Linked DNA regions of Ovis aries: region 2 is linked to region 1. Evidence: chromatin contacts called from public Hi-C data. All regions are on one chromosome and are shown on one strand. Each heading gives the region's core, a stretch centred on a gene start, on an enhancer-like site or on the middle of the called end of the contact. The rest is flanking DNA. Distances are from core to core; before and after follow the strand shown.

Region 1 (5,170 bases), core at 635-3,134:
GAGCTCTCCAGCTTTGGACTAAAGAGACCATCACAGGTAGACTTGTAGCACCTTGGAGAAGGTTCTCTGGTCCAGTGATTCTGACCACTCCAACCCCCATGTTCCTTCATTCTTAATCATTTATGGGTGTTCTGGGTTTTATTTACTGTGTATGTGTGAAAGTCGCTCAGTCGTATCTGATTCTTTGCGACCCCATGGACTATACAGTCCATGGAATTCTCCAGGCCAGAATACTGGAGTGGGTAGCTGTTCCCTTCTCCAGGGGATCTTCCCATCCTAGGGATTGAACCCATGTCTCCCACATTGCAGGCAGACACTTTACCAGTTTAAGTCACCAGGGAAGCCCAGTTGATGAATTCTAGTCAAGTTGCAATCTTTCTCAGCAACCGAAGATGGCGCCACAATCTTGGTCTTAAAGGGTACTTCCCACCCAGACGCTGTTATGCAAAGGAAAAGCATCTTCCTGCCCCTCTGAAAGTTTCTTGTTCTCTGACCTTATAAACTTAGAAAAGACATGTTGCTTCGCAGATGGAGCATAGATTTCCAGTGATTTTTGAAATTCAGGCTGCATTATGTCAAAAACCTTTCTTAAAGCTTTTTTAGAACCCCGTTCTGAATGTTTGTTGGATATCGTGTGTTCAAGGTGGATTGCAATTTCTGTTACAAAACTCCTGGATTGTTATAAAGTATTTCCATTTCTGCCAGAGGTACTGTTATCTTTCAGTTGGTAATTATTTGTGTTGTATCTAATAACACATAATCATGGAATTTAAGCTAAAAAGTATTGAAGAACTTTCGAGCAATTAGCTCACTTGACAAAAAGAGAGAATAGGCTTCCCAATTTTGCTTAAGTTCTCCTGAGTTTTGGCACCTTGCAACAGGAAAAGTCCCAACAGACCATGTGTGATAGACCTTCCAGTGCAGCAGCTGCAGACCGAGGATCTTATCTAGGCTCTGTGTATTCTTCCTTTGATTTAGGCTTCACAGCAGACTGAGTTCGGACCTCTCTCGGCTCAGAAATGTCCCGTTTGAGAACAGAACTATTCCTAGTCTCTCATGGCAGTAAATTAGAGATTAAGCCAATGGTTCTGAAACTTTACTGAGCATTAGATCACTTGAAAGACTTCTTGTTAAAATATAGATTTCTAAGTCAGTAAGTCTGAGGTCAGGGTTATGAATTTACTTCTCTAATAAGTTCTCAAATGATGCTCACTCTTATTCCATCACGTGCGATAGGGACCACACTTTGAGGACCATTGGATTAAGCTAACACTGTGGCTAACACATTTCTTCATTATGTTCAGCAAGAGAGAGAGCATCCTGACATTCCCAGAAAGAGCCCCGAGAGTCACCCTTCCTAGAACAGGTTAGCACATGTGCCAATTTCTGCAGACACGAGGAAGTAATGGGCTGAATGGCAAAGCCAGAATCACCTCTGTCTGCAGCTGAAAAGCAGGGGTGTGAGAAAGAACTAGCGTCCACTGAATGCGTGTGGTATGAATGAAAGTCACAATGCTTCTCAGGTAACTACTGGAGGAAAATCACACATGCTAAATACACACGTCTTAGAACAGGTGAAAACTACATTTGGAAATAAGTTTATTTACTATGTGGTTGAATTGTTTCCTTTGTTTATTTGAGACAAGTCCTTAGGTTACTGGCTCTCAGCTGTAACTAAGGTAAAATATCTTTGGATTTCACAAATATTAGTCTCTTATATGTAAGTCAAACTTGGTTAATGATTTAAGATCGTAAAAACCTGTCTTCAAAGCACGAACGTTTAGTTTACTAGCAGTTAGCTTTTCGGGACACTTTAAGGGGCCAGAATAAATAACAAAGTATGATTTGGCCCACTAGAGGGCAGCAAATCCTGGAGAACAGTCAAAAGTTTATTCTGCCCCAGCACTAACTACGATGTTGGTGATGTTCAGAGTAGCTCTTTAGTCTCAGCAATGAGGACGGGTGTGGAAACCTGAGTCGTGGTTAGAATTTGCAGTGTTGAAGCGTCCCAGTCATTGCACTGTAGCCCTGTTTGGATCTATAATGAATTCCTTCCCTGTGAACAGCCAGACACCTCATTCCTACCCAGACCAGCTTTCAGTCTCCCAGTGCTTTCTTTAGTGGGACCATTCACATTCCTTAGATTATGAGGCCACGGGATTGCATAACGCGGTACTAATTCCTGGCAGGGAGAGAGCAGCCAGATGCCGTCTCTGGGAGCTTGTTCTACCCTCGTGCACTAAGCTCTTTGCCCCAGTTAGCCCCATGGGAGCAGGAATTCAAGATAACAGCCAGCGCACACTTCTTTCAGGACATGCCTCCATGCCAACCCCTCTCTGCTGCAAATGCACACCCTCCTCTGGTGTGAATGCCACTCTGGCACTGACACAGACTGACTATGGCAAACAACCCAACCCAACCGGCCCAATAAACCAACCACTGGTCCACTTCCCTTACTTTCTCCAAAATATCTACCTTTTTTCCCCCTTTCTTTCAGGCTGCCATCTTTATGAAGACATGAAAGGTTTGTTTGGCCTGTGCTTCCTTAGAATATGGTGTTCTATCTAGCATTTCATGTTTAGAATTTTACTGACAATGCTTAGAGTTCTTTAGAGCAAAGGAACAAAATGCACTTAAAATTCGTGAACAGGTGGGCAGGGAGCTGGGTGTTTGCCGAGGGTCTCCTCTGTGGGACCCTGTGCAGGTGGGGGTGCCCTCTGAGACCTTACCTAGGCAGCGCTACCCCCACCCGCCCCTCCCACACCCCCATCCCCCCACCCCCACACCCTCCCCCTCCCCCACCCCCATCCCCCACTCCCCCCACCCTCCCCCACCCCCACCCCCCTCCTGCTCCTCCCCACCCTCCCCCAGCCCCACTCCCCCCACCCTCCCCCACCCCCCCCCCCCTTCCGCTCCTCCCCGCCCTCCCCCTTCTCCCCCCCCATCCCCCACGCTGTGCAGGAAGCAAACAAGACTGTGGCTCAACGGTGTGTCAGGAGTCTCATTTTCATCTCTATTTAGAATCCTCTTTCAATCTGTTAGATTATATTTGCATTTGAATGGAGGACTCATTTTCTACATTCCAGACAGAGGTAGTGAAGTCAGTGGCCCATTGGCAAGGCCACTGTCAAGGAGCAGCCCTTGACGTCACAAAGGGCTCTCAACTGTGTGTATGCGCGCGTGCTCAGTCATGTCTGACTCTTTGTGACCCCATGGACTGTAGCCCCCAGGCTCCTCTGTCCATGGAATCTTCCAGGCAAGAATAATGGAGTGGGTTGCCATTTTCTGCTTCAGGGGATCTTCCCAACTCAGGATCGAAACCATGTCTCCCGTGTCTCCTGCACTGGCAGGGGAGTTCTTTACCAACTGCGCCACCTGGGATGCCCCTCAATCTAGTTTGCTTTTAATTAATTCTAGAAACTCCACTCCACTTCCCTCTCTTCCTATCTTACATTGTCCTTTTATCCAGTTTTCTTTGAACAATCCAAAAAATTTTTCTTCTGTTCTCCTCTCCAACCTTCATGTGCAACTCAAACTAACGCCCATGGGAAGAACTCTCTCCCGATAAGTCGGTGGTAGATGGCAGGCAATTTCCTCCCTTCCCTGGAAACTATGCATCCCTGCCCATTGCCGTGTGACCTGTGGTGCCTCCCACAGGGTCATGTCAGGCTTTGTCATATGTCCTGCCTGGGCCAATGGTACGTAAGCAGAAGTGACATATTGCTACTCTGGAGCAGAAGTTTTAGGAGGCAGCTTAAGTCTCCTGTGTTGGTAGGTGGGCTCTTTACCACTAGCACCACCTGGGAAGCCCTAGGAGGCAGCTTAAAGCCTGAAGACATGGCTGCCTGTTCTACCTGTTTTTCCTTTGCCCTCTATGAGAAGGAAACGGCCACCCACTCTAGTATTCTGGCCTGGAGAATTCCATGGACTGCATAGTCCATGGGGTCGCAAAGAGTCGGACACGACTAAGCCACATTCATTTCACTGTCCTGATCCTAAGAGGGGTTTCACCTTTAGATTTGGGTCCTAGAATGAATGAGAAGACATTAAGAAGAGCTGCAGTCAGCCCACAGCCTCCAAGCCATAAGTGTAACATAAAGATACCATTGTCATAAGCCATTAAAAATTTCAGGGTCACTTGCTACTGTAGAATCAACCAACACAAAGGCCAAACCATAAATAATAACTGGAACATGTACTAGTCACATTTCCCAATCACCTTTATTTATATAAAAGTATATTAAATAAATTATCTCAAAATATACAAACAGAAAAATATTACCTCTATAAATAGAAAATCCCCATATATAAAACCTCTTTTCAAATTATATAAATACATACAATGTGGACCATAAAGTTTGAAGTACCTTAAATCTTAAACTCTATATAATTTGTTGGTAGAGTAGTCTTATAAAAACATAGTTAGCTGTCAAGTGTTTCATCAACAGCATTTGTCAGTTAAAGTGCTAAACTGTAATGCATATTAAGAATGTGCCCCAAATACAAGTCTTCTGCTTTTAACACATTCATATAAATGTTTGCTAATTGTTCAAACCTCCGAAAGCACTCAAAAAAAAAAAAAAAAAAAAAGACCTTAAACACCATATTACAAAAAGACAGACGTTATAAAGTCCACCCAGTTTCACCTTACTTGCCCACATGGTTTGATGTCAGCCTCTCAAAAGTTCTCCAAAAGTCCATGCAGGAATTTTTAAGGCATTTGTTCATTTGTCTTTCCTTAGATAATCTGGCTTCAACTTGAATGTAGAAAATATACAGTATGAAACCATGATATGTGCAAAAGGTGCCTTAGTGTTAAAACAGCAATTTTAAAAACTTGGAGTTGGTTGTACCGCTCATTACATTCCAAAGTGTCTTAATGCTGGTGTTGAAACCAAGATGCTAATCGCAAGAGGTCAGATAAGAACTTTCTTTGAGCCTCAGGGTCTGTATGCTCCAGTCACTTGTGTTTCCATGTGCTCTGCTGCCTTAAGAGCTCTTGGTCACAGGGCAGCACGAGCTCCGCAGCTGGCAGAAAGATCCAAGAGCAGGATCTTTTATGCAGCGTTGAGGGGCATGTTCTCCTTCCCACTTTGCCCTGCTCTCACCTTCCTGCACTTGTGCAGAGTCACAGACAGGACGACGATGAAGATGATGATCACAAGCATCA
Region 2 (5,559 bases), core at 1,927-4,426, 530 kb after region 1:
TCAGCTCTTGTGGATCCTCTCCCCAGAAAATAGGTCCATGAGAGAGGAGTGATCTGATGCTTGAGGTATGAGCACAAAGGGAAAGGGAGTGAGGTTAAAGGAGAGCCTTCCACTGTGTATCTGAAAGAGTTTGAAGAATTCTATGTCCACTGGGTCTGTACTAACCTATGTGCAGGCGTACAGTCCAGTGGATGGAAGCCTGAGGCCACCTGGATATGGACAGGGCCCTCAAGTTACCCACGCCTGATACACAGAAGTTGGTGCTGGGGTGTCTGACGTCCCACGTCACCTAGAAGAAATACTGAGAACCAGGCCAGGACAAAATCTTAAAGAGAATTTTTATTACTTTATAGAGTTTCAGAAGATAATCAAACATATAAAGAAGTGAATGAGGAAAACTGATTGACAGAATGCTTATATTTTGGGCTTCACAAAAGTTCCTTTGAAGACAAAGGAATGGAATAATTTCAGAGAGCTATAATTTAGGCTTGGCTATGACCAGGCATTCTGAGGAGTTGTGGCATCTGGAGCAATTCAAGTGAAGGCATCTTTATAGGCATACTGTTTTTGTTTGTCTGTACCTTTGCCTTGAAGAAACTGTCCCTGACCCTTCTTTTTATGTCTTATTAATAGGATGCAGGACACAAAGGATGCTTCACCCATCATTTTACCCACTGAGCCACATCCCCGGACCTAACATTTGATTTGGGAGTGGCCACATGACCCAAGCAATGGCACCCTACTCTAGTACTCTTGCCTGGAAAATCCCATGGACTGAGGAGCCTGGTAGGCTACAGTCCATGGGGTCACAAAGAGTCGGACACGACTGAGCAACTTCACTTCACTTCACTTCACATGACCCAAGTAGAGTCAGCTTTTTCCTGGATTCTTACAGAGACCCAGGGGAAGTTCTTCCTTTGAGAAATGCTGTGGACTGCTAACCTGGCCCTCAATCCATTCTGCTAGGGCAAGAAATATATACTTGCTTTGGTGTTCCTCTGTTTACTAGGCTTTTCTATAACATCTTGAAACTCAACTATTATATTTGCTACCAAAACAGGATACTTACTCCTGCACTCCCAAACCAGAAATTGACAAATGAACAGGAGACTCTGTCATAAGCAGATTTCCTGAATAGACATGAAGATCTATGTCGGCACTAGCAGAGACGAGGGCTGGTGGGGGGTACTGTCCCCATTTCCTTCTTCCCAAACCTCTACACACATTCCTGTCTACCCACTTCTTCCCTACATCCTTGCCACTTTCATCCAAGCCATCACCACCTCTCACTATTACAATTCCCTCTTAATTCATCTCTGCTTCTCCTCTTGCTCTCCTTCATTTTATCCTTCACAGAATCTCCAGAGCGATCTTTCCATAATGTACAGCAAGGCTTTCCTTTCATTCTCCTGCTTAAAGCCCTCCAAAGGCTTACCGCTGCACTTGGGATGAGATCCAACTTTCTTACCACTGCCTCCAAGGTCCCATGTAGTCTGGTGCCGGCTTACCTCCCCAACAGCCCCCTGCTCACCCTAACCACACCGGTCTCCTTTCTGCTGTTTGAATGTGTCAGACTCATTCCTTCCTGAGGGCCTTTGCTGCTTCTTCTGAGCGGTCTGCCTTAGCCCTGGACTGTCTCCTAGGAAGCTCCTTCCTGCAAGTCAGGTTTCTCTCTAATGTTCTCTCCTCAGAGAGGATTCAGTTCTCCTCCATCAGCCCCTCCCCGACCACACTGCCTTCTTTTACCATCTTCACAGCAGTTCTCGGTAACGCAAATTAACTTGTTCGTGATGGTTTGCTCCCAGCCTCATTCTCCAGGGCAAGAATGCCAAGGAAAGGACAGGATTCTGTGATGCTGGCACACAGCACGGTGCTTCATGAGTCACACATGCTCTCCACCACTGAGTAGATAAACAAGTGTCACTACCATTTCTAGAAGTCCCAACCTGTGGTCTCTGCTGCAGAGGATAATGGTTCTTTATCTCATAAAGCACCAATTAACCCCATCTCCTCATTTCACAGATGAGGAGTCCACTTTCCCGGGGGACAGAGCCAGCAAGTGGTAGAGCCAGGACTGGAACCCCAGCCTTGAGGCCCTAAGCCTTCCTGCTAAGAAGCCTGACTCCCCAACACACAGCTAGTTGAATCAGCCTGGAGCTGTGCTTCCCGGCCTCCTGTCTGTTTCTGAGACAGCCAGCTACCCATCCTGACCCATTTTCTCTTCTTGCTCTGCGCGGCAAGCCGCCTGCCCCGTGCGTCCCCAGCCTGCCACCCTGGACTCCGCGCGGCAACCCGCCTGCCCCGTGCGTCCTCAGCCTGCCCGGAGTGTGCTGCAGCTCTCTGGGAACTGCTCTCCTGGCCTCCTTGCTCGTCTCTGTGCTTCCCTCCTCTCTGTGGGTTCGTGCTCCGCTCTGCACTGTCGGTTTGGCACCCCTCCCCCACCTACCACTGTTACCAGTGACTCCCTCCTCTGCCCCCAAGCCTTTCTGGGGAAAATTCAGGACAAAAACGCAGGGCCTTAGAAATCTTCAGACTTTTCTGTTGAATATTAGACCCCGAGTCCCTGTTGGCAGGTTCTGCCGTTTTGCTGTTGCTCCTACCTGGCAGCCAACTAGGTCACACACTCCTAGAAAGTATGTTGTAGTTGAGTCCTTTCTCTCTGTGCAGGTCAACATGGCCACCCTGCAGTATGTGTCTATCTTGCAATGTGATCCAGTTTCTTTCTCACAACTGGCAGTGATATCAAAGACAAAGAGAGGCTCTCTCTTATTCTCTCTTCACCATATAGTTAGAGACATCCTTTCCATCTATCTATATAAGCTTTCTCATTAAGAAGTGGCAGGGACCAGGCTTACATTACTGTGTAGCCCACAGAGCCTCCCAGTGTTCCCCACACATACTTGATTGATGTATAACCAAAGCCACAGCAAAGGCAGAATGGTTAAGAGTTAAAAAAAAAAAAAAGAGTAATAGATTTTTTTTTCAAGCTTCTAGTTTGTCTGGAATTATATGGAACCCTAAGTGAAATGCTAAGGGTATACGACAACTTGTAACTTTCAAAGTGTCTTTCAGAATTACATCACTACTAAAAACCACAAACATATCTGGCTTTAGATTTGTGACAAGCTAAATAGGAGTTTATAGTGATTTAGATGGAAATAATTCCACCAAGGAATCCAGATGGCATCATAAACCACAACAGAGCAGGTCAAGTGGTCTATGAAGTCATTCTTTGCTGCTACCACACACTGAAACGTACAATACATTTATTATTTAGGGAATGCCACACTAGTGCAGAATCTTGGAAACAAGACAAAATGAAAATGGTAAAATTCTATTCAACCAAAAATGGTTTCAGCTTTCTTTCATAACTGCTCTTTTTAATAATGAAAAGTATAATATACAGTAAAAGTATGTTGGATGATTCACCCAACTATTCTGAAATCAAGATGACCATAATTTACCAAAAAAAAAAAAAAAAAAGGTTTTATATGCATGTCCTTCCAGAACTTGGTAGCTGCTCACTTCACGGCAGATGATGATGATGCACCGTGAAGTGACTTAGGATGAATGAGCTGTGGGTTCCAAGCCAGGTTCCGCTCAGATAATCAGCTCTGAAACCCGGGTGATTTAGCCTCTCTGGACCTCAGGTCTCTCACTGGAAAGCAAGGAGGCCTGGCTGAGATCAGGGATCCTTAACCCATTACGATCCCACAACTGGTTCTCAAGCTTGACTCGTCAAAGAAGACAAGGCTGCTGCTCCAGCCCTGCCTCACGACTTGCAGCCACTCCTCACTTCACCTTGAGAAGCTCTTTTCTTACGTGGAGGTCTCAGGCTCCAGGGAAATAAAAAAGAAGTTTGTTCTTGAAACAATTATGGGAGTCTGGCCCAAAAGATTTCTAAAGTCCTTCATAATGAACATTAGTTGTCCTTTTCCAGACTTTTATTAACTCTTTCTTTTGCCAGCAATAATCCGATTTTTCCTTTGGGTAACACACTCTTGCTCACATTCGCAGTCAGATGCTTTTGGTGGGATTTTAGCCCGTCTCCTTAACCCCCAACCTGTAGCTCCAAGAGTAGACCTGGAATAGCTTTAGCACCAGGGAACAACGCTCACCTCTGGCTGTGATGATGAGCTGAAAGATGGGAACATGACCCAGCTGGAGATCATTAGGCAGCAGATGTTAGCATGGATTTTTGGGAAAAGATGCTTTATCTCTCCCTCTCCTACATCCTATAAGAGACCTTCTTCTTCCTTAGACAGTTAGGGCAAAGACATGAAGCCAGGAGGTGCTAATGCTCTTTGCTCCCCTGGAGGGAGAGTCAGGGGCTGCTGGAGGCAGCACTGGGGGGCCCCATGGCGGTGATGACTCTGCGGAGGATGGAGCAGAGACACGCCGCTATCTTTGGTGACCTCCCTGGGCAGCTGGACCAAGTCTTGCCAGAAACAAGACTGAATTTTTCCCATGTCGTAAGTCAACACATTCTCTTTATTGTTCGAGCCAGTTTTGAGTTTTGTTTTAGGGCACTTGCAGTTGAAACACCCTTCCTTTTAGCTTTAAAATGGTATGAATTTAAAGACTGTTTTCTTCTGTTTAAAAAGGAAAATATATTCAAATCATAGATGAAGCAGTCATTTACAACACTGGCTATCAGAGCTGGACTCTTCATTGTAAGCTCAGATAAACTCCCAAGAGCACCTACTAGGTGACAGAACTGGGCTGGGAGCACAGGGGTAAGTAAAATATTTATAAGGAACTCACTGCCAACTGGGAGAGTGACACAGGACAACTAATAATTGCAATCAGAGAGACTGATACAATAAGAGACAAAATTAATAAAAATAATGTTAGCACCAAGTAAGAAATGATGAATTAATACTTTGAAAACTAAGTCAAGCTTTAAGGATGAGCTGTTTTATCTAACTTGGAAGAATATGAGATTTACCATGTCTAGCAGAGGGGGAAAGAGGTTCTTCTGGCATGTTCACAGCAGGGAGGCATGGAGTGGCATGGAATACCTGGGGAACTAGATTTTGGCATGTAAAGAGCAGAGAGCAGCAGCAAATGGAGCTTGAGAAGTAGGCCCCCAAAGCCATGCTAAAGAGTATGTGCTCAAATCTAAAGGCAAAGCGGAGATACTGAAGATGCTAAAAAGGAGAGTATGAAGAGAGTGGATAGAGGGGCCCTGCTGAGGGTTCTCAACCAGAGAAGGGGAAGCATTTGGGAGAAACTGAAATATACCAGGAGAATGATGCTGAAGGCCTAATGGATACTCATAACACTAAGGCGAAGGACTGGAGAGGGCAAGAGGCGGGGATCAGGGATTTAAGGAGGATGCGGAGCTTGGGGTGACTCTCAGGTTTCTAGGGGAGTGATGGTAAAAGGGGAAACAGACTGAGAGCGTATCATTATGGTTTGGTTTTGAGCATAATTTTGAGTCAGAAAAACACTCTAAGGACAAAATATATCAGTGTTAGAGAATGTGCGTGCTAAGACGCTTCAGTTGTGTCCGACTCTTTGCGACCCTACAGACTGTAGCCTGCCAGGCTTTTCTGT

Evidence for each region. Hi-C and Micro-C count contacts between places; a contact is called where the count stands out from the background.
Region 2: a Hi-C map of skin fibroblasts shows a contact between it and region 1, with 4 times the contacts expected there. The contact joins two enhancer-like sites. A contact is called at or near these places in 6 of 16 Hi-C or Micro-C datasets (blood, hypothalamus, liver and 2 more).

The regions. Positions count from the first base shown.
Region 1 is chr1:71,630,762-71,635,931 of ARS-UI_Ramb_v3.0, forward strand. F3 (coagulation factor III, tissue factor) reads right to left here. Exons shown (of 6, transcript XM_027972225.3): 6 at 4,203-5,170. The coding sequence ends at 5,058. Among named protein-coding and RNA genes, the nearest start is that of F3, 13 kb to the right of the region's middle. Within about 2 kb of position 1,885, at least 22 of the 54 cell types and tissues checked have an H3K27ac peak or open chromatin away from gene starts, as enhancers often do.
Region 2 is chr1:72,159,000-72,164,558 of ARS-UI_Ramb_v3.0, forward strand. All of the region lies in intron 2 of ALG14 (ALG14 UDP-N-acetylglucosaminyltransferase subunit), which reads right to left. The region is part of intron 2 of LOC121819814 (a long non-coding RNA gene); the gene reads left to right. Among named protein-coding and RNA genes, the nearest start is that of ALG14, 30 kb to the right of the region's middle. Within about 2 kb of position 3,177, at least 2 of the 54 cell types and tissues checked have an H3K27ac peak or open chromatin away from gene starts, as enhancers often do.